Linked DNA regions of Mus musculus: all the other regions are linked to region 3. Evidence: chromatin contacts called from public HiChIP or PLAC-seq and promoter capture Hi-C data. All regions are on one chromosome and are shown on one strand. The core of a region is the stretch at or near the end of the contact, and the rest is flanking DNA. Distances in the headings are between cores, read along the strand shown. Region 1 holds the start of Paqr6 (progestin and adipoQ receptor family member VI). Region 2 holds the start of Pklr (pyruvate kinase liver and red blood cell). Region 3 holds the start of Khdc4 (KH domain containing 4, pre-mRNA splicing factor). Region 4 holds the start of 1700113A16Rik (RIKEN cDNA 1700113A16 gene). Region 5 holds the start of Fdps (farnesyl diphosphate synthetase). Region 6 holds the start of Slc25a44 (solute carrier family 25, member 44). Region 7 holds the start of Clk2 (CDC-like kinase 2).

Evidence for each region. Promoter capture Hi-C pulls out the DNA fragments that hold promoters and counts their contacts. HiChIP or PLAC-seq counts read pairs in DNA pulled down with a chosen protein or histone mark. Capture Hi-C pulls out chosen DNA fragments and counts their contacts.
Region 1: an H3K27ac HiChIP or PLAC-seq map of embryonic stem cells shows a contact between it and region 3, with 5 times the contacts expected there. The contact joins the promoter of Paqr6 here to the promoter of Khdc4 in region 3. A contact is called at or near these places in 13 of 39 promoter capture datasets (the 3T3-L1 cell line, the C10 cell line, cranial neural crest and 9 more), 1 of 15 datasets of contacts at CTCF or cohesin (the NIH/3T3 cell line), 24 of 484 Hi-C or Micro-C datasets (cortical neurons, embryonic stem cells and nephron progenitors), 8 of 115 datasets of contacts at active chromatin or transcription factors (double positive thymocytes, effector CD8 T cells, embryonic stem cells and 1 more) and 3 of 9 other capture datasets (adipose tissue, embryonic stem cells and liver).
Region 2: an HNF4G HiChIP or PLAC-seq map of pancreatic cancer cells shows a contact between it and region 3. The contact joins the promoter of Pklr here to the promoter of Khdc4 in region 3. A contact is called at or near these places in 5 of 39 promoter capture datasets (cranial neural crest, frontonasal cranial neural crest, liver and 2 more), 4 of 115 datasets of contacts at active chromatin or transcription factors (bone marrow-derived macrophages, embryonic basal ganglia, large pre-B cells and 1 more) and 3 of 9 other capture datasets (adipose tissue, liver and pancreatic islet).
Region 4: a promoter capture Hi-C map of pre-B cells shows a contact between it and region 3, with 3 times the contacts expected there. The contact joins the promoter of 1700113A16Rik here to the promoter of Khdc4 in region 3. A contact is called at or near these places in 1 of 39 promoter capture datasets (pre-B cells), 2 of 115 datasets of contacts at active chromatin or transcription factors (bone marrow-derived macrophages and double positive thymocytes) and 1 of 9 other capture datasets (liver).
Region 5: a contact with region 3 is called in a promoter capture Hi-C map of adipose tissue. The contact joins the promoter of Fdps here to the promoter of Khdc4 in region 3. A contact is called at or near these places in 14 of 39 promoter capture datasets (the 3T3-L1 cell line, the C10 cell line, the HPC-7 cell line and 10 more), 3 of 484 Hi-C or Micro-C datasets (B cells, cerebral cortex and embryonic stem cells), 9 of 115 datasets of contacts at active chromatin or transcription factors (astrocytes, cardiomyocytes, craniofacial prominence and 6 more) and 3 of 9 other capture datasets (adipose tissue, liver and pancreatic islet).
Region 6: a promoter capture Hi-C map of adipose tissue shows a contact between it and region 3. The contact joins the promoter of Slc25a44 here to the promoter of Khdc4 in region 3. A contact is called at or near these places in 3 of 39 promoter capture datasets (the SN4741 cell line, pre-B cells and stem cell-derived epiblast-like cells), 3 of 484 Hi-C or Micro-C datasets (CD8 T cells, cardiomyocytes and granulocyte-monocyte progenitors), 6 of 115 datasets of contacts at active chromatin or transcription factors (the SCID.adh cell line, effector CD8 T cells, embryonic stem cells and 3 more) and 2 of 9 other capture datasets (adipose tissue and liver).
Region 7: a contact with region 3 is called in a promoter capture Hi-C map of liver, with 6 times the contacts expected there. The contact joins the promoter of Clk2 here to the promoter of Khdc4 in region 3. A contact is called at or near these places in 21 of 39 promoter capture datasets (the 3T3-L1 cell line, 3T3-L1-derived adipocytes, the C10 cell line and 14 more), 8 of 484 Hi-C or Micro-C datasets (CD8 T cells, LSK cells, cerebral cortex and 3 more), 14 of 115 datasets of contacts at active chromatin or transcription factors (the SCID.adh cell line, astrocytes, cardiomyocytes and 10 more) and 2 of 9 other capture datasets (adipose tissue and macrophages).

Annotation. Positions count from the first base shown.
Region 1 is chr3:88,363,229-88,366,323 of GRCm38.p6, reverse strand. Paqr6 (progestin and adipoQ receptor family member VI) reads right to left here and starts at 1,735. Exons shown (of 8, transcript NM_198410.3): 1 at 1,701-1,735; 2 at 1,221-1,296; 3 at 522-649; 4 at 240-442; 5 at 38-164. The coding sequence starts at 1,271.
Region 2 is chr3:89,134,508-89,137,420 of GRCm38.p6, reverse strand. It overlaps Pklr (pyruvate kinase liver and red blood cell), which reads right to left and starts at 1,279. Exons shown (of 11, transcript NM_013631.2): 1 at 1,139-1,279; 2 at 15-197. The coding sequence starts at 1,238.
Region 3 is chr3:88,684,226-88,687,250 of GRCm38.p6, reverse strand. It overlaps Khdc4 (KH domain containing 4, pre-mRNA splicing factor), which reads right to left and starts at 1,464. Exons shown (of 14, transcript NM_028814.4): 1 at 1,364-1,464; 2 at 685-907. The coding sequence starts at 1,401.
Region 4 is chr3:88,176,176-88,179,436 of GRCm38.p6, reverse strand. It overlaps 1700113A16Rik (RIKEN cDNA 1700113A16 gene), which reads left to right and starts at 1,652. Exons shown (of 3, transcript NR_045997.1): 1 at 1,652-1,850.
Region 5 is chr3:89,100,597-89,103,978 of GRCm38.p6, reverse strand. Fdps (farnesyl diphosphate synthetase) reads left to right here and starts at 2,012. Exons shown (of 10, transcript NM_134469.4): 1 at 2,012-2,117; 2 at 3,148-3,310. The coding sequence starts at 3,170.
Region 6 is chr3:88,423,612-88,426,619 of GRCm38.p6, reverse strand. It overlaps Slc25a44 (solute carrier family 25, member 44), which reads left to right and starts at 1,479. Exons shown (of 4, transcript NM_178696.5): 1 at 1,479-1,892. The coding sequence starts at 1,849. Gm33513 (a long non-coding RNA gene) reads right to left here and starts at 1,540. Exons shown (of 3, transcript XR_375819.2): 1 at 1,451-1,540.
Region 7 is chr3:89,163,449-89,166,421 of GRCm38.p6, reverse strand. It overlaps Clk2 (CDC-like kinase 2), which reads right to left and starts at 1,627. Exons shown (of 13, transcript NM_007712.4): 1 at 1,316-1,627. It overlaps Gm45927 (predicted gene, 45927), which reads right to left and starts at 1,627. Exons shown (of 19, transcript NM_001310017.1): 1 at 1,316-1,627.

The sequences.
Region 1 (3,095 bases), core at 486-2,985, 320 kb after region 3:
CCTACCCTTTCAGACACTGGGGATGCCCAGAACCCACCGCGAGTAGCAGGAGAGGCCGGTGCACAGGAAAGAGTTGAGCGCAGCAGCGGGCACGAAGAGCTGGTGTAGGCGGCTGTGCAGCCAGGAGGCCGGCATGGAGTAGGCGGCATAGGGGAAGGCGCAGCCTGTGGCGAGGTGCGAGCTGAGGCTTGAGGGCTCACCCTCTGCACCACCATCCAACCCCACTGCCCTCAGCTCACCCAGGCTGTAGAGGCTGAGCGCCCCGTAGTCCAGGAAGTAGCAGATGTGACGAGCACGAGGCGACATGGAGCTAAAGGTGTGCGCACAGCAGGATGCGAAGGGATAGAGGCAGGCGGGCAGTAGGAAGACCAGCAGCGGTAGGTGGTATGGGTCCGCGCGAAAGCCCGGGCTGCCTAACGCCAGGAGGCGCCACAGGAAGTACCTGCGCCAGGCACCTGCTCAGGCGCTGGGGCCGTAGTGCCCCTGCCCACCTGGCACCCGTCTGAACCTAATTCGCTCACCAGGTGGGCAGGAAGTGAGTCCAGATGTTGACCGTCTCATTAGTCATCTGGAAGGAGCTGAGAACACAGTCTAAGGCAGAGCTTGTGGGGCATCGGTAGCCAGACATGATGCCTTCTTCCCAAAACACCTGGGGGTGGTGGGGGAGCAGAGCAGTCATCATTAGCAGGCCTTTCCCCTCCATGAAGTGTCAGGTAGCCGGGCATAGTGGCTCATGCCTTTAATCCCAGCACTTGGGAGACAGAGGCAGGTGGGTCTCTGTGAGTTCGAGGCCAACCTGGTCTACAGAGTTCCAGGACAGCCAAGACTACACAGAGAAACCCTGTCTCGAGAAACAAAAAACAAAATAAGAGGTGTCTGGAAACACGATAGAAGATGCACTAGAGATTGCAGTGGTCCCAAGTCAAACACAACCCAACCTATTTCTTACCAGCCTTCCAAACCCACAGGGCAAACAACAGAACCAGAATATTGGGATTAAATAGGATGGGGGAATACACACACACAGGGTGTTCTGCAGATGGGGATTCTGAGAGGAGGGACGTTTAGGAATGTGAGTAGAGGTCACACGTTCTATACTGAAATTGAAACGTAAGAAAGTTAGCTTGCAGGAAGAACTTCCCAAATAGCTAATATGAGAAAAAGCTCTGCCCCAATGAGTTCTCTGAGGAAGGCGAGGTTGATGGATTGGGGCCCCTCACCCGGGGGACCTGATGGACTCGAAGGAGTTGAGGCATCTTGAGACTGAGCATGGTGGCCGGATACCTCCACGTTGACCTGGAGACAGAAGGTCAGGGATTGGCACCCATCCGGTTTCCTATGACCAGATTCAGACTAGAGTCAGCCACTCAGGTGGCCCCTTTCCCCTCCTGGTCCTAGCCTGGGGCATCCAGTCCTGCTTCAGAGGTCCTCAGTCTCTGCGGGTCTGCAGTGAAGGGCTCCCCAGCAGCGAGGCTGCCTCCTGTTAGTAACTCCATTTGCGCCTCGGCCAGAATCCTCAATCCAGGAGGCCCCACATAGAGGACTAAGACCTCCACACCCAAAATTGGTGCCCTCGAGGAAATTGCTAAAGAAGGGCAAGGAATTAGGGGGTGTCCTCCTTTTCTAGAGGATACCACTTGTGCCCTTGGGAATACTCAGAGCCCCTGCCCCTCCTGGGTCCCGTGCCCCTCAGCCCAGACCTGTTTGCCGCGTCCGGGTGGCCTCGGCTCCGCCTGCCCGCCCGCCTCTCAGCCGCCTCTCCCAGCACATTCCTTGGCACCGGCGGAGGGGCGGAGCGAATGAAGTGGGCGGGGCCACTGACCTGGACCGATAGGACCCTTTCTCCCATCTCAGACTAAAACTTCCCAGCAACTCCACCCTCTCTTCTTGCCTCTAGCTCCGCCCATTCTGGAGTCTTTCTAGGATCTAGGGGGCTTCACAACCAGTTTGTCCTCTGAGATGGGTTCTGAGGATCTTGCCCAGCTTAACAACACAAACCTGGTCCCCAGACCCTTCATCCCAAGTGAAGAGGAGGTGTAGGAGAGATGCCTGTGCTGAGTGTTGCCCAGCTGCCCCGGGAAAGGCTGAGCTGAACCGGGGAGAGGTCCCTCTGCCCTCAGCAGTAGGGTCTGGAGAGCTCTGCTGCAGTGAGGAGTGCGAGGCTGGGAAGGTGCTTCACTTCCATTTCCCCAGATGTGAGCTGCATTATTACCCCAGAGATTGACCACGCTCCCAGCCAGGCTGACTGGACTCCACAGGCAGAATCTGGTTCCTGCCACTCAGATTGACAGGGGAAAAAAGTGACTGAGGATGTGGGCCAGGCCTGGCAGAATGGAGAGACAGGAGAACAATCTTAGCCTTGTCTGCCTGTCATGGGGCAGCACGGGGTGGCCCAGCCCCATTAGCAGGCAGCTCACTTGGCCTCCTGCACACAGCCAGCCCTTCAGGGTGTGTCTGGACCCGCTTCACTGTGCTGTCTAGATCAGGCTAGGGGCCCAAGCTGGGATCTAATCTTCTTTGACCAGGACACCTGGCCTGAGTCTCCCACGATCTGAGGTTGCTAGCAGGAACTCCAAAACCAACTGCAGCTGCATCTCAAAAGCAATGCCTATTTTGCCCTTGGTGAATGTTGGCCCACCTGAGAAGGAAGGATGCACCAATCTAATTTACCTTGCCACCGTCTGAGTTGCCACCCCAGGATGGTAGGAATAAAGAACCTTGATTTCAAGCCTCACCCTTTATCCCTTCTGGAGGACATGACCCAGATGGGAACACCAAGCCAGCCCCAGACAGTAGATTCATCAAACACTTCTGCAAAACAGGTATGGTGCTTCCTGTGATCTCAACCTTGGAGAGATGGAAGGAACCACTGAAGTCTAAGGCTGGCTTGGCTATGTAGCAGTTTGGAAGCCTCCTTGAGTTTCCTAGAACTCAACTGCATGTGCTGGAGATACAGTTCCGTGGTACTGATGTGGAACTCAAGCACTGCTTCCAAAACACCCCAAAGGTACGGAGTGTTCCAGCCAGGACTGTGTGAGTGGAGGTGAGGGTGTAAATGTTACTCAACATGGATAAGGCTCGGACTCTCATGACAA
Region 2 (2,913 bases), core at 30-2,529, 450 kb before region 3:
TTGGGTGGTCTTACCGATGGTGGCAATGATGCTGGTGCTCCTAGCGGCCACAGGCTCTGAGTCGATATCCAGAAGGCAGAGGTGTTCCAGGAAGGTGTCCGCCATAGCTGCGGGCAGTTGCTGCTGCTGGAAGAAGGCAGTGCCCAGCTCCTGGGTCAGCTGGGCCACACTGGCACGTCTCAGGTATCCTGCTGGCCCTGCGGTAGATGGGGACTCAGGATCCTGCACAGACAATCGCCTATCCCCCATGTGCTTCCTGCCAGTGCACCCTGTGTCTATTCAGCCCTCCGGTCTGTGTGAGGAGGCCTTCCTTCAATCTGAGTGTCACACATTACTTTGTTTAGTCTCCAGGGTTCTATGGAGCAGGCTGTTAGATGTGCTCTTTCCCAACTTTACAAGGAAGGAAAAAGACGGAGAGAGAAAATGCACTGTCTAAGAAAAGGGCATCTTCCAAGGAAGATGATTCAAATCTAGGTCTAGCTCAAAGCTGAGTCCTTACGGACCCAGTTACCGAGACCCTCCCCCACCCCGCCCCCCAGCAGACCACTCAGCCTCAGCACCCCCAGAAGCCTCCCTCAAGTCTCAAGGCATCTCATTCTCTAGGCCTGGAATCTCTCTGTTACTTTTCCTTGTTTACTTCCTTCTAGCTCCAGGCAACTCTCTGGCTTCCCCACTTCCCTCCCCTCCAAGTTCCCTCCATCTATACAGTGCGGCTCTATCCCCTGCCTGCCCCCTTGTGGGGGAAACCCCCGTAGCTTGACCCAGCCCGGCTCAGTAGAGCACCTTCCATACTGCTGCGTACCTGCTGTGTCTGTGGGTCTGCTTTATACTCTGCCTTTGTCAGTGGGATGGGGCCTGGCACAGACGAGATCAGTCCTGGTTAAAGTATAACCAGCTAGCATCTCTCTTGCCAATGGAAGCCTTGTACACTGGGGGCCAGAGTCCAGGAACCACGGGAGTGCCCCGTGGCGTCCATGCTGCCGGATCCCCTTTGGCCTGTCTGCAGAGCCTGGATCAAAGGCTCAAATCAAATTTAACAGAGGCTGTAGTGGGCATCCTTCCCCCAAGGCCTCCACCCCCAACACTGATTCTACCCTAATTCTCCTCTCTGTTCAGTGGCTTCCCTTCCTCTTCTTACCTCCTGGAGCCCCACTTAAAGCAGACTTTGCTAAGTCTTTTTGGGACTTAAAGATCCAGGGCCAGAGCTGCTGGGGTAGCTCGTTCTCTTGGACAGACATGCTTCCAAAGTGTGGGACTGGGGCTGCAAGAACCACAGACTGGGAGGAGAGTGTACCCTAACTGCTGGTCTTATCTGCAGGAGCCAGAGAATAGAAAAGAGGCACACCCAGTAGGCAGCCCCATCCCCACACAGAGTCCCTTCTGGAGGGCTGTCGGTTGTCAGTCCCCACATCTTCCCTTCCCCTAGGTCATCCGTTTTTCCTGGTCAATTTTTAGTCCATTCATACTGTCAGTCCATCAGCTTCAATAGAGACTAGTTCATCGCCAGTGATACAATCCTTTTCTCTTTGTATTTTATTGACAAGAATCTTAGGTATATTCTCAGAGCAAGAGCTTGAATGTGGGGACTAGATTGTGGAAAAGAGGGAGGAACTTTTTTTTCTCTTCTCTTCTCTTCTCTTCTCTTCTCTTCTCTTCTCTTCTCTTCTCTTCTCTTCTCTTCTCTTCTCTTCTCTTCTCTTCCCTTCCCTTCCCTTCCCTTCCCTTCCCTTCCCTTCCCTTCCCTTCCCTTCCCTTCCCTTCCCTTCCCTTTCCTTTCCTTTCCTTTTCTCTTCTAGACAGGGTTTCTCTGTGTAGACCAGGCTGGCCTCGAACGCAGAAATCTGCTTGCCTCTGCCTCCCAAGTGCTGGGATTAAAGGCGTGCGCCACCACCACCTGGCAGAGGGGAACCCTTTGATAGACGTTAGAGGGTATCTCAGTTTCTCGCATCTGTTCCTCTGTGAATCCAAAGATGAAACTATAAACAGTTCTAGGCACTAATTGATAAACTTGTTTAGATTGATGTTGACGAACCATATTAGTAAACACAGGAAGCCTGAGCACAGGGGAGTTCTTCAGCCATCGTGGGGACATCGCACCCAACTCACTTTTTACCAAGGCACCAGGGAGAGTGACCTTGCCTTGCTGACCACCATGAGCATAAGCTGCAGTCCTGCTGTCAAAATTCCCTATAACTACCCCAACCAACAGACGGGCCACCTGGCACTTACTTTTTTTCCATATCCCAGATGACCCTAGACTGGGGATTCTCTTGACCCCATTCTTGGGTGACTTTACAAGTTCAGCAAAGTTGCTAGAACAGTGGGATTCTCTAGGAAGGCTTCCATGACACTATGACAATGACAATGGCCAGTGACAACCCTGGAGGATACAGTGGGAGTCAAGCAGATAGAAAGATGGAACCTTCGCCCTCCATGGGTTTTAATATAGTGTGTGTGGGGAAATGACAGACTACTAGCAAATAAATAAATACTTTAAACTGGGTAAGGGGTGTCAGGCATGGATCATAGGACTGGGCAGGGTGGCCGGGTGGGACAGTGGTGTATCTTAGGCACCTCTTAAATAAGATGAGGCTTTCTTTAATGTGATTATGCTTAAGCTATTAAGGATGAGAAGGCACCAGCAGGGGCTGCAGGGGCAGCAGGGGCAGCAGGGGCAGCAGAGGAAAGAGTTTCCTGTAGGTTGCATATGTCCCATAACTCTGAGGAACAAAAGCTTTTTGTGTAAGAGAAACTGGTTAGGGGGACGTGGCCATGGTAAACCTGGGCGCCTGAGCAAAGAGCCACTGGTATGGCTGCCAGGGACATAATATAATTCAAGTTAGGTCTTAGGTAGCTCTAGCTGACCGATGTAAACAGTCATGGATTCAGAAGACAGAGGTGAGTCTTGGGAGT
Region 3 (3,025 bases), core at 215-2,714:
GCATAAAGGTACTTACTGCCAAGCAAGATGACCTTAGTTCAATCCCTCACATTGCCAAGCCCCAAATCCTATGACACTTGAGAGACATACATACAAATGAGTATTTTTAAAACACTGACTTGATATACCAGAACTTCATGGATCAAAAACATATTGCCTCAAATATCCATAAAAAAAAACTGAGTTTAAGTTTCTAAGCACAAAAACTAGTCCATAAAAGTAACAAGACCAGCCAGGTGGTGGCTGCGCATGTCCTTATCCTACGTAGATGGCAGAGACGGATATCTCCCCATTAGTTCGAGGCTAAACCACGGTTCCAGGACAGCCAAGACTACGTGGACTTGTCTCGAAAAACAAAACAAGGGAACTACATCAATTAAAACTGCCTGACTTCAGGATGCAATGATGGGGCACAGCACTTGGGGGGTCAGAGGCAAGAGGCATCTCTGCAAGCAGGCCAGCCTGGTCTAAATATACAGAGTCTCTGCCTGAAACAAAAAAACCAAAGCCCATTCATTGCCTTGCAGGAACAATTTAACAAGGTATCATCTAAATACTCCCAAACGTGATCTTCACTCTAACCGGTTTCATCTTCATTAACCCCAATGACCAAGCAACTGAAAGGTGAAGAAAGGGGAGGAAAAAGAAAATCCCGAAGCGCAGAGCGTCTAGCGCTCGCAATACCTTCTCGGCCGCATTCTGAGATGGTTTCAGCTTCCCTTTGGCCATGAGCATAGCATTGATCTTGGCAGCCACGGCAGCGGCGGCATCCAAGGCTCCTGAAGGAGCGGCGGCGGTGGTGGCGCCCCCGGGGCTCGCCCCGCTGCCAGCGACTTCTCCACCTGGGGCCGTTGGCGGCAGGAAGAGAAGCGGAGCTGGCGCTGGCTGATCCCATTTGCTGCGGCGCCTACAGGTAGGAAAAGGGAAATCCTGAGGCCCACGGCCTTCCTTTGTGTAGTCTCCCCCTTCGTACACTCCATCCCGCGTCGCCTGCCATGGTCCCGAGACGTGCCCGAGATTCCTATCTAAAGCTCAGTCCCACTCCCCTTATTCCGATCCCCTTACGAAACATTTCCTTTCCAGTCACTTCCATCCGGAGACTCGGCTCGGCCGGGAACGCTCTGCGTTCGCCTTCTCCTTGGCTCGTCCTTCTAAAAGGCTCCGAGTTCCCTCCCTTCCCTCTCGCACCGCGGCCGGCCTCTTTCCGGGCGCCCGAGGCCAGCTCAACATTCTCTCCAGAACCCCGGCCTCGGCATCCGGACGCGTCCTACTAGACGGCCCGTCCGGCCCACACGCAGCCTCGCCGGTCTCCCTGCCCCGGGCCCGTGCTCGCTGCCCCCAGCCTGGCCCGCGAAGCCCTTACCCGCCAGCGGCAGGATGTGTCGCGCTCCCTGCGGACATGGCGGCCTGCTCCAGTCAACCACCCGCCAACTACCCACCACCGCCCTCCCGCCACTTCCGCCCAACGCGCTGACGCACGGCCTTTTCCGGCCGTGAGGTAAGGCGGGTCCGGTGAGGACTCTTGATTCCGATTGGACCCTCGGTGATTTAAAGCGTCTGGCGTCTCAGTGACAGGAGTGCCTGCCTGTCGACTCTCCGGCTTGCTCTCTTGCCCTTAATAAAAATGGTTGTTGGGCCTGGTTTAAAAGCGAGTTGCGGGCTAGGAGAATCCATTTTTATTGTGGGCAAGCGAGTTGCCTGGAAGACAAGTCAGAAAATGAAGCCGACTTTCTCCGCGTTCTCTTTGCTCACGTGGAGTCCCAGCCTGTAGCGGAGGAGAACCCTGCCGGCGACTTCAGCGCACTTCTCGATTCAGCTTATGAAAAAAGGAAATGATTCTTTCCAAAGTCATTTGCACAACTTCCTTTTCTTTCTTTCTCTTTTTGTTTTGTTTTGGGTCCCCCACCCACCCACCCTTAGGGATAGGAAGCTCCAGTCAGCCCGCTGCATGGGGGGGGGGGGGCTGTTCTGGTGGCCATGAGCAAAAACATTGGTTTTGGCAAACTCGTAAGCACTTGGACAACTTGTTATAAAACAAGTAAAGTTGGAGAAAAACTGCTCAGCGAGGTGGAGCTTTTAAAAAAAACGAAGCCAGGGACTGAGAGATAGCCCTGCAGACGAAGGTGCTAGTAGACAAACAACGATGTAAGTTAGATCCCTGGAGCACACAAGGAAAGTTGCTCTCTGATCTAAGAACTGTCATAATGGAGATTAAAAATCAAAAGTTATGAAATCCCCTTCTCTGAGGGCTGTGTGTTTACACTTGACTGCCTCTTCAATATACTGAAAAGCTTTGAATTCTAAGGAGTTTTGGGTGAATCTGAAAAACAGATCCTTAACGTTTATGCAAGTATTCTTCCAACAGAAAGCAAACAAACCCAGAATGCTAGCTTATAGAAATACTTACATTCCGACATAATTCATAGAATAAAATTCACTTGGGGCTGGTGAGATGGCTCAGTGGGTAAGAGCACCCGACTGCTCTTCCGAAGGTCCAGAGTTCAAATCCCAGCAACCACATGGTGGCTCATAACCATCCGTAACAAGATCTGGCGCCCTCTTCTGGAGTGTCTGAAGACAGCTACAGTGTACTTACATATAATAATAAATAAATCTTTAAAAAAAAAAAAATTCACTTAAAAGCTAAATAATAGAGAGTTTGGGCACATAATAAATAAATATACATTTGTGGTAGGGATGAAGACACTGCTCTGTGGTGTCAACCACACTAGTGTGAGAGGTGCTCCCTTGATCTTTTAGGGCTAGACTCCAAAGAGTCTTTGGCTTTTTTGACTTGGGAAAGAATTGCAGGACGAACCAGTGTGGAGCAGAGTTAAGTCCAAAGTTCAGTTGCCAACACCACACAAAGTAAATAAGTCTTGAGGAAACAGACTTGCCTGAAGAACACCAGGCTTGAATAGTTGAGTCATGTGCTCGACTAAAATCAGCATGGCAAAGCAACTTTGATTCTACATTCTTTCTTTCCTTCCTTTGCCTCTCTCTCTCCTCTCCTCCCCTCTTCCTC
Region 4 (3,261 bases), core at 403-2,902, 510 kb after region 3:
ATAGTGGCTCATAACCATCTGTAATGGGGTCTGATTCCTTCTTCTGGTGTGTCTGAAGACAGCTACAGTGTACTTATATAAATAAAATCTTAAAAAAAAAAAAAAAGAGTAATTATCCCAACTTGACACTAGGTCACTGCGAGCAACAGTCCCTAACAATATAGGACCCCTGGGTGGGGAGATAGGGCCTCTTGGCTGCTTCACCTGGACAGTGTTTTTTGGGACTCCAGCATCTTAAGCCTCAGCTTGGGATCTGTCTACACGATGTGGCGGCCACTGTAATCTGGGAACGGAACTCCTTCTAGGCAAGTGCTCTACCATTAAACTAAGCTATACCTCCATCCCAATAGAAGGGTTATGTGAGGACCTCTTGAGTGAAAGAGTATAAGACAAACTGTGAAACCTCTCTAAATAAATATTCTTACTACTGTAGCAAGGTGTCTGCACAGATTCAGGCCAATAGCTCTCAGGCTATTCGCACTATAATCTTACCGCCAGAAGACAGGAAAATAGAGCAAGGCGTGTCCAACCTGTGGCCCATTAAAGTGGACGGCATCTGTGACTACTTCTCCAAACAAAATCATTTGTGGCTCTTTTTTTTTTTTTTTTTTTTTTTTAGACCAGAGTCTCTTATATTTCGGGATAGCCTTGAACTTCTAATCCTATATGCACACACCAGGTCGAACTCCAGCAGAACTCCGGGCTCGGAGCTACATCCCCAGCCCCGCGATTTTTTTCTTTTTTAAATATTTATTTGTTTGTTTATTTATTTATTATATGTAACTACACCATTCATTTATTTATTTATTTATTTATTTATTTATTATATGTAACTACACTGCAGCTGTCTTCAGACACCCTGGACTGGCATCAGATCTCATTACAGATGGTTGTGAGCCACCATGTGGTTGCTGGGATTTGAACTCAGGACCTTCGGAAGAGCAATCAGTGCTCTTAACCACTGAGCCATCTCTCCAGCCCCCTTTTTTAAATAATTCAATCACGCAGTTTTTCGGCGTGGACTTTGTGGTTAACAGTTTTGACAATGACAAATCGTTGCATTCGCCTGTCGGATTCTCCTTCTGGAACGCCCAGGCAATGCCAGATCTTACGCAGTGCTGTCAATCTCAGTAAAATTGCCAAGGCTGAGGGTGCTAATTCTCAATTTGTGCAGGAAGTTGACGATGGGGGTTTTACGCATGCGCACCTCCTCAGAGCCCCAGAGAAACTGCCCAAAACTAGAGCTTCACGTAGTTTCACCCTTGCTGAACCTTCTGAGTACTACGCACGCATCTTGTGCAGGCAGCGGTTGGCCGGTGCTTCCATCACTCACCCGAAGGGCCAATGGAGTGAGCCTAGTTACCTACTTCCCCCTGAGTAGCAGGCGGCGCCGGGCGTGGCTTGAAGGCCTTTGTTCCACGCGCGGCGGAACTTTACGAGAGGCTCCGGAGCGTGCTCTGCCACCTGCTAAGCCCCGGAGACGCAGTCAAGGGTCTCAGCGACACCTTGGGGGAGTGGGGCAGAACGTACGGAAATGGATGTTAGGCGACTCTACAGCCTACCTTCTATACCCGCCCCCTTTCGCCTTAGAGTGGAGGGTTACTTTGAAACCCGGAAGCAATTCATCTCCGGAACACACCGCGGGTCACGTGGGGGCGGTGCGTAACGGGCGCGTGATCCGGCGTCCTGCGGGTCTTCCCCTCCCCAGGGGCACCCAGCATGCTTTGGGCACGTGGCAGCTCATGTCCTAAATAGGAGTAGTCCTGGGCCGCTATCCTGTGAGGGTGGAGACGCTCCCCGAGACTGGACAGACACCGAGAGGTGGAGCTGAGCCAATACGAGGCTAAGGGGTAAATCTGACTCACCCGAGAGGCCGGAACTGACCTGCTGCAAACTACCAAGGAACTTCGCTAGGCTGGGTGGCTAGAACGGGGGGGGGGGGGGGGGACCTGTAAACTATGCTAAGGCTACCTCTTCTATTTGAGACCCAAGTCTGAAACAGGACAGGAAAGTGGATTTGCTCTTCGTCCAGGTAGTGAGTGATTTCAGGCTGCAAACATTCAGGTCCAGAGCCTGAGATGAGATCGCCTGGGTCCCTTCCACATCTGCTGATCCTTGAACAAGTTCCCACACAATCACAAGGCTGGAAAAGATAGCCCATGGGACTAAAGGATGAGTCAGACCAAAATAACCACTGGCCTCGTGGCATGAACAGTTAGACAGCACTGATTGCTCCTAAGAACCACTGACCTTGATAGCTGAGTCCAAGAGACCCACACCCTAGTTCTATTTTATATGGCAATACTCGAGGAACTCGTCCTTCAGCTAAAAAAGAGATCAGCTTCAAAAAGTTGCAACTTGGGAGTATTTTTTATTAAAAAAAAATGTGTATGTACACATGTGTCCTGAGGAGACCAGAGGGGTGTTGTATAAGAATGTTTGCTGGGGGAGTCAGTGGTTAAGAGCATTGACTGCTCCTCCAGAGGACCTGTGTTCCATTCTCAGCACCCACATGGCAGCTCACAACTGTCCTTACATAGACAGACATGCAAGCAAAACATCAATGCACATAAACAACAAAAAATGTTTGCTGACCTGAATTGGTTCTAGCACCCATGCCAACATCTCACAACTGCCTGTAACATTAGCTCCAATAAACTTGATGCCCTGCTCCAGCCTCCAGGGACACTCATGCACACACACACAAGAAAATAAAATCCACACCATTGCATACACTAGCAAGATTTTATTGAAAGGACCCAGATGTAGCTGTCTCTTGTGAGACTATGCCGGGGCCTAGCAAACACAGAAGTGGATGCTCACAGTCAGCTAATGGATGGATCACAGGGCTCCCAATGGAGGAGCTAGAGAAAGTACCCAAGGAGCTAAAGGGATCTGCAACCCTATAGGTGGAACAACATTATGAACTAACCAGTACCCCGGAGCTCTTGACTCTAGCTGCATATGTATCAAAAGATGGCCTAGTCGGCCATCACTGGAGAGGCCCATTGGACACGCAAACTTTATATGCCCCAGTACAGGGGAGCGCCAGGGCCAAAAAGGGGGAGTGGGTGGGTAGGGGAGTGGGGGTGGGTGGGTATGGGGGACTTTTGGTATAGCATTGGAAATGTAAATGAGCTAAATACCTAATAAAAAATGGAAAAAAAAAAAGAAAAGAAAATCCCCCCCGCCCAAAAAAAGCCGGGCAGTGGTGGCGAACACCTTTAATCCCAGCACTTGGGAGGCAGAGGCAGGTGGATT
Region 5 (3,382 bases), core at 763-3,262, 420 kb before region 3:
ACACACACACACACACACACAGAGAGAGAGAGAGAGAGAGAGAGAGACAGACTCTCCACAAAGCAGAGGGAGGATTCAGGAATCAGATGGTCAATTTCTCCTAAAAGTCTTTGAGTGATCTTCCTTCCCTATTTTAGGGTAGGCTAGTTTGAAAACACACAGGAGTCCCAGCCCTCGGGAGGCAGAGGCAGGCGGATTTCTGAGTTTGAGGCCAGCCTGGTCTACAGAGTGAGTTCCAGGACAGCCAGGGCTACACAGAGAAACCCTGTCTCGAAAAACCAAAAAAAAAAAAAAAAAAAGAAAACAGACAGGAGGACCAATTGGCTCACAACTGTTGTGTAAATATGTCATGAACTGCCTTGAATCAACAGTGGCTATGCTTTCAGAAGAAAATGTTCACAAAGCCTTTGTTCTAACCTGAGAGACGTTTGCCTCTGCTCAGGAGTGTGAGGAAGGAGCCAGTCACCTTGGAAGTCCACCATCGCTATTACTCAGTAGTCACAGCCCTTCCCACGTCGGCCTGCCTATCAGGGAGTCTACTGCCTTTTCCCTCAGTATGAGATAACCATCTTAATTTATTCTTTTCCATTTGCAAAGCCAGTGGTTGACAGCTCTTCTCTTCTTGCACAGACTTGGCATCCTGGCAGTTAATTGGGTATTACCATGAGTTTGTTTCATGACTATTTTTGTTACCCTGGCTTGTCTGTTTCTTATGTTGTTACTGTCCAAAGGAGCTCTAAAGAAAACTCCATTTCCTCAAATTCTGACCAAAACTAGCATTCGTTAGGAACTTGTGAAACCGGTTCCCCTTTACCAAAGGGGTTACCCTTACATGGGCAGCAGAAGGGACAAAAATTATGCCGGCCTCCAGGCTCCCCCAGTATATCCAGGCTCTCACAGTATATCACATGTTCCTGGCTCTTCTCAGCTCCCCCATTATCCTAAACGTCTCTATCTCAGGAGCTTCTCTTCCCTCACTTCACATTCTTATAACCTCGGCTATGCTGTTTTGGCCCTCCCTTAAGCTCCCTACCTTCTCTTATGCATGGTCTAGTCCCCTCTGCGAGCCATGTTCAATCTACTATTTTCTCACTCTGTGAGTTGAAGTTTAGCCAGGTCTACAGTGAGAGTTCCAGGACAGCCAGGGCTACATGGAGAAACCTTGCAGAATAAACCAATGTGTAAAGTTTATCTTGTCTAGACCCTTCAACCTTTTAGTCCGGAGTGGTAGTGGTCTCTTTCTTTGGGACAATGAAACTTATTTCTAATACTTCAAGGACAAGTCCATTAATGTCTGAGGTGGTTTGTAGTTTCAGGTCTCTTTTCTGATCGCGATGGGGTTTGGGGTGGAGTAAAAAGGAGTCAACGTGGTGGGCTGGCAAACTGTGAGGCCGAAAGTTCTAACATCTGCTTTGAGTTTTTACCTTTTTGCTTCAAGGGCGCCAAAGTACCTGGGGGAAAGGTGTTGTTTTCTCTCATATAGTCATATAGTCTTCCAAGTAGCCTAAAACTCATTACACGACCCATATTGGTTTTAACTCTTTTTTTTTTTTTTCCCTCCAGCCCCACCCCATGGCTTTAACTCTTGATCTTATTGCCTCACCCCTTCTAAGGGCTGGAAAAATGAGCGACTTCACCTAACTAGAATCAAAGATGTAAGAAGTGATTTGCTAGAGTTGGAAATAGGAAGCTGCAAGGCTGGTTATTCCGGGATCTTAGAAACACTGTCAACCAGAAGCACTGGAAGAACTATAGCTAGGAATTAGATAGCCAATTTCCCAGGCTTTCGGTATGGGTGTACCGACACCGCCGACCGCCTAGTGGGCTGATGGTCCGCGCGCCACCCTTTCATTGGCCAGCCGTCACAAGGCCCATGCTCACACGAGGTAATTTAGCCAATCAGCGAACTAGGCCACACCCACCCTGAGACACAAGTCTGAGTTTCTTGCCGCCTAGTCCGTGGCATGCCGGGAGTCGTAGTTTTATATTTATGTTCTGCCTCCTGAGCCTGGAGACTGGGAACTACAACTCCCAGAGTGCTGAGCGGATGCACGCTCAGCTTTTAGGTGTAAGCCGCAAACATCTTGGACCCCGGGAGAATCCGCGTTGAAGAACAGGTGAGAGCTATTGTTGGGGCTGGAGCTGAGGTTTACCCGTGTCTCGGATCGGGTGAAGCTCCGAGGCACTAAAGGACCAGTCCGTGTTGGAGTTACGGGGCTTGGGGTCGGTGGGCCAGAATGAACGGTTTGCTTGTGCCTTCGTGAATTTCTAAACGCTGGCGTCTTCCTCAAGTCTTCCGTACGCCAGGCCTTTAGTTTACTCTTGTGAGTCCTCCCACGCCCACCTGTTGCTCGGAGGCCGGCTGCGGTTAGCACCAGTGCCGGGACAGATGACAAGCGCACAGCACCTTCGGCTCCAGTCCCCTCATTGGGACTATCTAAGAGCTTCCCTCTCTTTCCCCTACATCCGGACTCCTGGGTTCCAGCTTTGGCTCTTCGTCAGCTCAGCTCTCTTACATTCACTGAACCTCAGTTCGGTGTCTCCATTAACATTGTGACTTAAGGACCTTGCATCCCGTAATTCCCGTAATACAATGTTCCGAATTGTAGTGAACGCAACCTTGGAAGTAGAAAGTGTTCAGTTTTAGCCATTTTCGGTTTAAGTGAAGATCTATTGGATCTCAGTCACTCCGACAAACTTTTCATTTCCTGTGTGTTTTTTATGTAATTCTTGAGTTTAGAAGCGGGGTGGGGCGTTCTAATGCAGGAGGTAACAAGCTTGGCTTGGGGGATACCTTAGGTAACTGCTACCAAGCATCTGCCTTCGGTGCTTGCTCCTGCAGGGAGTGCTTGGTGCCCCCACCCCCATGCACACCCAGGATGCCCCTGTCCTGCTGGCTGAGATCTCTGGGGGTCTTCCTGCTGCCAGCCCCCTGCTGGGCACCCCGGGAGAGGTGGCTTGGTTTCCTACAACGACCCTCCCTGGCATATGGGTGTCCAGTCCTGGGGGCCTGGCACAGTGCCCGCTGGTGGTGCCAAGTGTGGACAGAGGAGCCTCGGTGAGTGTGGTTGGGGTGTGGGGCTTCGGGGAGGGAAGCACCCGAGCCACCCTCTCATTTGTTTGTGTGTGTGTTTTTTTTTCCCTCAGAGCATTTAGCTCCTCTGTCAGAATGAATGGGAACCAGAAATTGGATGCTTATAACCAAGAAAAGCAGAATTTCATCCAGCACTTCTCCCAGATCGTCAAGGTGCTGACTGAGAAGGAGCTGGGACACCCAGAGATAGGGGATGCTATTGCCCGGCTCAAGGAGGTGAGGCATTCAGGACTGAAGAAGCTGGTAGAGGTGTGGATTCATGAGGGGTTTCGATAAGAGCGAAGTGAC
Region 6 (3,008 bases), core at 230-2,729, 260 kb after region 3:
GACAGATTGTGTCCTAGTTTGCTTTCCATTACTGTGATAAACAACACGACCAAAAACAATTTGACAAAGGATTTATTCTATCTTTTCTTTGATCTTTTTTGTTTTTTTGGTTTTTTTTTTTGAAACAGTCTCTTTATATATTCATGTAGGTCCTGGAACTCACTATGTAGATCACGCTGGCTTTGAACTCACAGGGATCCTTCTGCCTAGCCTCCGATGTTCTGGAACTAAAGGCTTGTGCAATCACACCCAACCTGGATTAATTTAACCTTACAGGTTACAGTTCATAATAAAGGCAAGGCAGGGCAGGAACCCAGAGGCAGAAACTGACACAGAGACTAAGAGAGAGTATATAGTGCTTTCTCCTTGGGTTCACATTCAGATTGCTCAAGGGTAGCACAGCCCACACTGGGCTGGGCCTTTCCACATCAGTCATTAACCAATAAAATGCTAACAAATCAGTCCACTGAAAGCAATTACTCGATTTACATTTCCTCTTCCCAGATGAATCTAGCCAACATCAAGCTGACAAAAACAAAACAACAAAATCTTTTTTGGGGGGCGGGAGTTGGGGGTTTGAGACAGGTTTCTCTGTGTATTCCTGGCTGTCCTGGAACTCACTCTGTAGACCAGGCTGGCCTCGAACTCAGAAATCTGCCTGCCTCTACCTCCCAAGTACTAAGATTAAAGGCGTGTGCCACCACGCCCGGCAAAACAAAATCTTACCAGCATAGACTGAAAGTATAGAACAAACAAACACCTTTTAAAAATATATATATGTGTAAAACCAGACCCACAGCTGGTGTCACCGCTGTTTATCCAAATTGAGTTACTATATCTGAAAATTAGCTACCTTATCGTGCCTTCCTTTACCTCTACTGTTTGGGCTCCAAATATGAGAAAAAGCTACGGAAAAACTAAAGATTAGATTTCCCCTCCTCTCTACTTAAAATTCGAATTCTAAAATTTAGGTTTGAATATAAAGATTCCACTAGATCTTTAAGCAAAAGGTGACTTCACTGTATTGTCAAGAAGAGTCCCAGAAACCAGGAGTGGAGGAGCAGGTCTGCAATCTTAGCACTTGGAAATCTGAGACAGGGGAATTAATGAGTTGGACGCCCCCCAGGTCTTGGTAGCAAGACTTTTCCCAAAAAGAAATGAAAGTAAAACAAAAAAAAGGAGAGAGAGAGAGAGAGAGAGAAGTAAAGAAGAAAAAGAAAGAGAAAGGGAGGGAGGGAGGGAGGGAGGGAGGGAGAGAGGGAGCAGAGTCCTCTGCCTCTGGGTTTAAGTGTCAGCCAATTACGAAGTCCCCTAGCAGGACTCGTTTGCGTGGTTGGCTTGAGGGCATATAGAAGCTAAAGGAGGCGGGGCTAGTTCCCTAATCCAAGATGGCCGAAGAGGCGCTTCTAGAGGGAGGCTCAAAGGCTGATAATGCCATTGGTGGAATTACCGCTGCTTCACAGTGGGAGGGAATGACAGCATCTCAGTTTCCGGTTCCGGCAATACCGGGATCCCAGTGGAGATGGAGGAAGATGCGAACCGAGTCTGGCTGTCGCTGGGACTGGAGGATAGCGCGGGGGCTGCGGTCTAGGAGTCCCAGTCTCAGACGCGGCTAAAGCGCTGGGGTCTGAGAAGGAAAGCGACCACGGTGCTTAGGTGTCTTGAAGGATCAGAGGTACCTAAGGTTCAACCTGTCGAGGAGGCAGTGGATATCTGTCTGTTCTGCGGGGCTGCATCGCCATGGGAAGCCGCTCTGCAGTTTTGGCAACGAAAGGCAAGTCCCCCGAGGCATCTCGTCCTGGCCGAGGAGCATGAGAGACTGACAGCTAGAGAAGCCTGACGAGGGGTATGCCCGGGGACTCTGAATTGGCCGTGCAAGAGCCTGACAGAAGGTGCATAAAGGAGGGTGTCACGTGGAGTGTGTGGAGGGGATTGTCATGTGGTGTGTGTGATGGAGGATCACGTGGAAATCTATTGAAGACCAATGAAGACTAGGTGGAACCTCACCATGCCGGAGGGAGGAGGCTTAGATTGGGAGGCGACATAGTCAGGACCTAGTGAAGGGCAATGAATAGCTAGCGGGACAGTTAATTCGCGTTTATGTGGGTGACAGCTCCCAGAATGCAGAACCTGAAGTGGCAGAGAGAAAGAAAAGAGGGTGCTGGGAAGTATCTGTTTTGTCTGAGAATGGCAGCCTGGTGTCTGGTCAGGAGTTGACCCGATGTGGTGGGAGTGGCTGATTGGAATGGACCAGTTAATCATCATTGTGTCCACTACCAAGGATGGAATCAGAGGACTCCTAACCTGGTTCTAATGATGCTGGAATCTGAGAATAGTTATAGTTCTTATAAAACTGACAAGCTGGAATAAGTAAAGCAATGCTTCTCACATTTTACAATCCATATATTATCTAGAGATGTTAGAGTGTTGTTTCTTATCAGCAGGTTTACAGTATGGCCTGAGTCCCCTCTGACCCCCAAGACAGGTTTTACTGTGTAAACCAGGCTGACCTTAAACTCCTGTTTCTCTTGCCTCAGCCCCCTTGGGCTAGTGTGATAGACCTGTGCTACCACACCTAGGTCTGCTCTTATATAGACAACTATATTGTCCATGCCATCTGTGGACCAGATGGCTGGTGAGGACTTGGAGTAACCCTGCTCAGTAGAACCTTGTGCAGTAAGGGAAATACTTTACTGTTAGCAAAATCCTTCCACAGTTGTTAACTCCAAGGGCCAAAGATCTAGCTCAGTTGGTAGAATGCGCATAGCACACAGCTCAGAATAAACCCGGCAAGTGTTATCGTGGCTCACATCTATAATCCCAGCATTTAGGAATTGCAGATAAGAGGCTCAGAAGTTCAAGGCCAGTTTGGGCCACTTGAAACTCATACCAAACAAACAACAAAACAGCAGCAAAGGCAGCAAAGCAAAGCAAGAGAGTAGTTCTGAGTTTTGCTTATGTGAGGAGAGTTGTAACACGTGCATATTTGAGCTAGTCTACTTTCCATT
Region 7 (2,973 bases), core at 378-2,877, 480 kb before region 3:
CACCACTGGATTTATTAAGCAGGAAATAACTGCACTTTTCCTTTTCTTTTGGGTTTGAGGCAGGGTTTCTCTATGTCGCCCTGGCTGTTTGGAAATTGATTTTGTAGACCAGGCTGGCCTGGAACTCACAGAGATCCACCTGCCTATGCCTTCCAAACACTGAGATTCAAAGGGTGTTCCGCTGCCCCAGTCCTTTTCTTTCTCTCTTTCCTTTATTGAGACAAGGTTCTATTATGTAACCCTGGCTGGGCTAAACTTACTAAGCATATCTGGCAGAATTTGAACTCAGAGATCTTGTTAGTGTCTGCCTCCTGAGTGCTGGTATGAACGACTTGCAAAACCACACTTGACATATCCTAAGCTGGTGTCGATTTTGATATGTAGCCTAGGATGGCCACGAATATTTTCTGATATTAGTTCAGTTCCAAGTGCAAAAATTACAGATGGCTGGGGCTTACAAAGGCTGGAGATCAACCCAGGGCTTCATGCAAGCTAAGTGACCCCCACCATATCAACTGAACTATATCCCTAGCCTACTAAGTACTTCTTAATTAGTATCAGTAATACTTGGCCGGCAGCTGGGCCTCCATTAAATGAAACTGGACTAGTTAGGGTTCATGAGTCCTGTTTTGGTCAAAGGGGAAAATCAGAGCAAAATCACTGTCATATCCAGCAATACGATGAGCCTCGGGGGCAGTCTTGGCCCAGGACATGAGGTCTGTAGGTTTGACTCCAACATCTGGTCACCATTCTCGGCCGCTTCCTCACAACCTTCTTAAGGAAAGTGAGCCTATGGTACACTGGCCTAAAGTGGCTGACAGGAAACCAAGAAGATGCAAGCACGAGGCTTTCCCAGGTAACCCTATCTTGATTAACTTAACATAAATGCAATCTCACTTTGGACACCAACCAACAAAGCCACTGCGTTCTTTCCTAGAAAAGCATATCTAGCCTAACTTTCTTAACTTCTAAACCCTGTTTCTTCCTTGCTTACTCAGAGAAGCTAGAATAATTTCCTAGCCTCAAACTCTTCCTCTACACTGCCATCTTAACACTTTTCGGATCGTATTAAACCCTTGGTCCAACTTTTGCACGACTGGGACCGCTCCGGTGTCTACCTCATCACTTCTAAGGCTTTTCCAAGTTTACTATAGGTCTTGCTGCTACACCGAAACACGTCGACCTCCCTCCCTCTCATCTCGCTACTCTGCTGCTTCGAGAGCCCGACACTCCTAATTTCTCCATATCCCGTTGCCGTCCGTCTGGCGGTAGCCATCTTTCCGCGGCCCCAAGGTCCGCCAGCCCGCGCGCTCACCGTTCTGGCGGCGAGGCCCGTGCGCTTGTCCCACAGGAAGTCCGTGATGGCGGCGGCACTGCGGCCGGAGTCCCGGCACCCCCGCGGCGACGAAGTGCGGTTCCACCCCCCAACCCGGGGCCCTGGGACCTCCCGCCCCGTTCCCGGGCTCTGCTCCAGTCCCGCCCGCCCGGGCTCCGTCCCCGCCCCCAGGATCCGCTCGGCGCCTCTCGCACCGCCCCCGCCCGGGGCCCGATCCCAGCTCGGTCTCCGGCTCTGGCCTCTCCGCTCCGCCGCCGCCGCCGCCGTGAGCGAGCACGCACGCACAGACGCACGCACGTCCTGCGTCACTTCCCAGCCTCTGATGGGCTCCGCCCCCCGACACCGGGCCCTTCGGGCCAGTGAGCCGCTTCCCCTGCGCCTTCCAGAGTTAGAGAAGCGGTGGGTGCGCCTCTTGGTTCGGGTCTCGAGGCGCTCGGAGCTTGTCACGTGTTTGTTGAGTCTCTAGGTCTTTTTATCCTTTCCCATGACACCTTCCTCTTGCTCTTCACCAGAAGACAATTTGTGGCTTATTTAATATTGGCTGTTTTAAAGGATTGTTAGTTATTTACATTGTATCGCTATTGAGCAAACGACTCCAGTGAGGTTTTGTGAAGTCTGGTTCTTCAAACAAAACTTGAAAATATATACCCTCCTGCTTCCGAACGCCAGCAAAGAAAGGTTCCCTCTTTGTTCTGCACAAAAGTATTTCATGTTTGGGGCAGGTGCACAGACATAGAGGAAGGAGAATCGGACGCCGTTGTGTTTTAACTAATCTGTATTAAGTATAAATTTACCGAATCATCTTCCTTTCTTTTTAGATTTACCTTAAATTATTTTTGTTTCTGTAGAAGGGTATGTGCATTTCAGTTCAGGTTTTCATGAGGCCTGAAGAAGGGGCCAGTCAGATCCTCTGGAGCTGAAGTTACAGGCAATTGAGGGCTTACCATTGTGGATGCTGGATCTGCCAGAAGATTGCACTCTTAACCACGGAACCATCTATCTCTCCAGCTTCAGTTTACTAAATAGTACAAAAGAAGAAGGAGAAGAAGAAGAAAACGAAAAGGAAGAAGCAGCAGCTAAACATGGTGGTTCATGCTCATAATCTCAGCTCTTAGACGACTGAGGCAGGATTATTTGGAGGAGCTCAAGGCCCGCATGGGCTGCAGTGTGAGACTGTTTCAAAATCAAACCAGCTCAGGATGTGGCTTAGTTGGTGGAGTACTTGCCTTTTGCCCAGAATGCCCTGGCAAGAGAGCCATACATACAACCTATACACGTAACCAATCCCAGGACATAGGAGGTGAAGGCAGGAGGATCCAGGTTATTTCTTCCTTCCTTCCTTTTTTTTTTTTTTTTTTTTTTTTTTTTTTTACTTCAGTTTTTTGAGACAGGGTTTCTCTGTGTAGCTCTGGTTGTCCTGGAACTCACTCTATAGACCAGGCTGGCCTTGAACTCAGAAATCCACCTGCCTCTGCCTCCCAAGTGCTGGGATTAAAGGCGTGCGCCACCACTGCTGGGAAATCAAGGTTATTTTTGCTATATAATGAATTTAAAGCCAGCCTGAGTACACTGATAACCTGTCTCAAAAACAAAGGTTTGGTTTTGTTTTATCTTTTGTTTTGTTTTTTGTTCTTGTT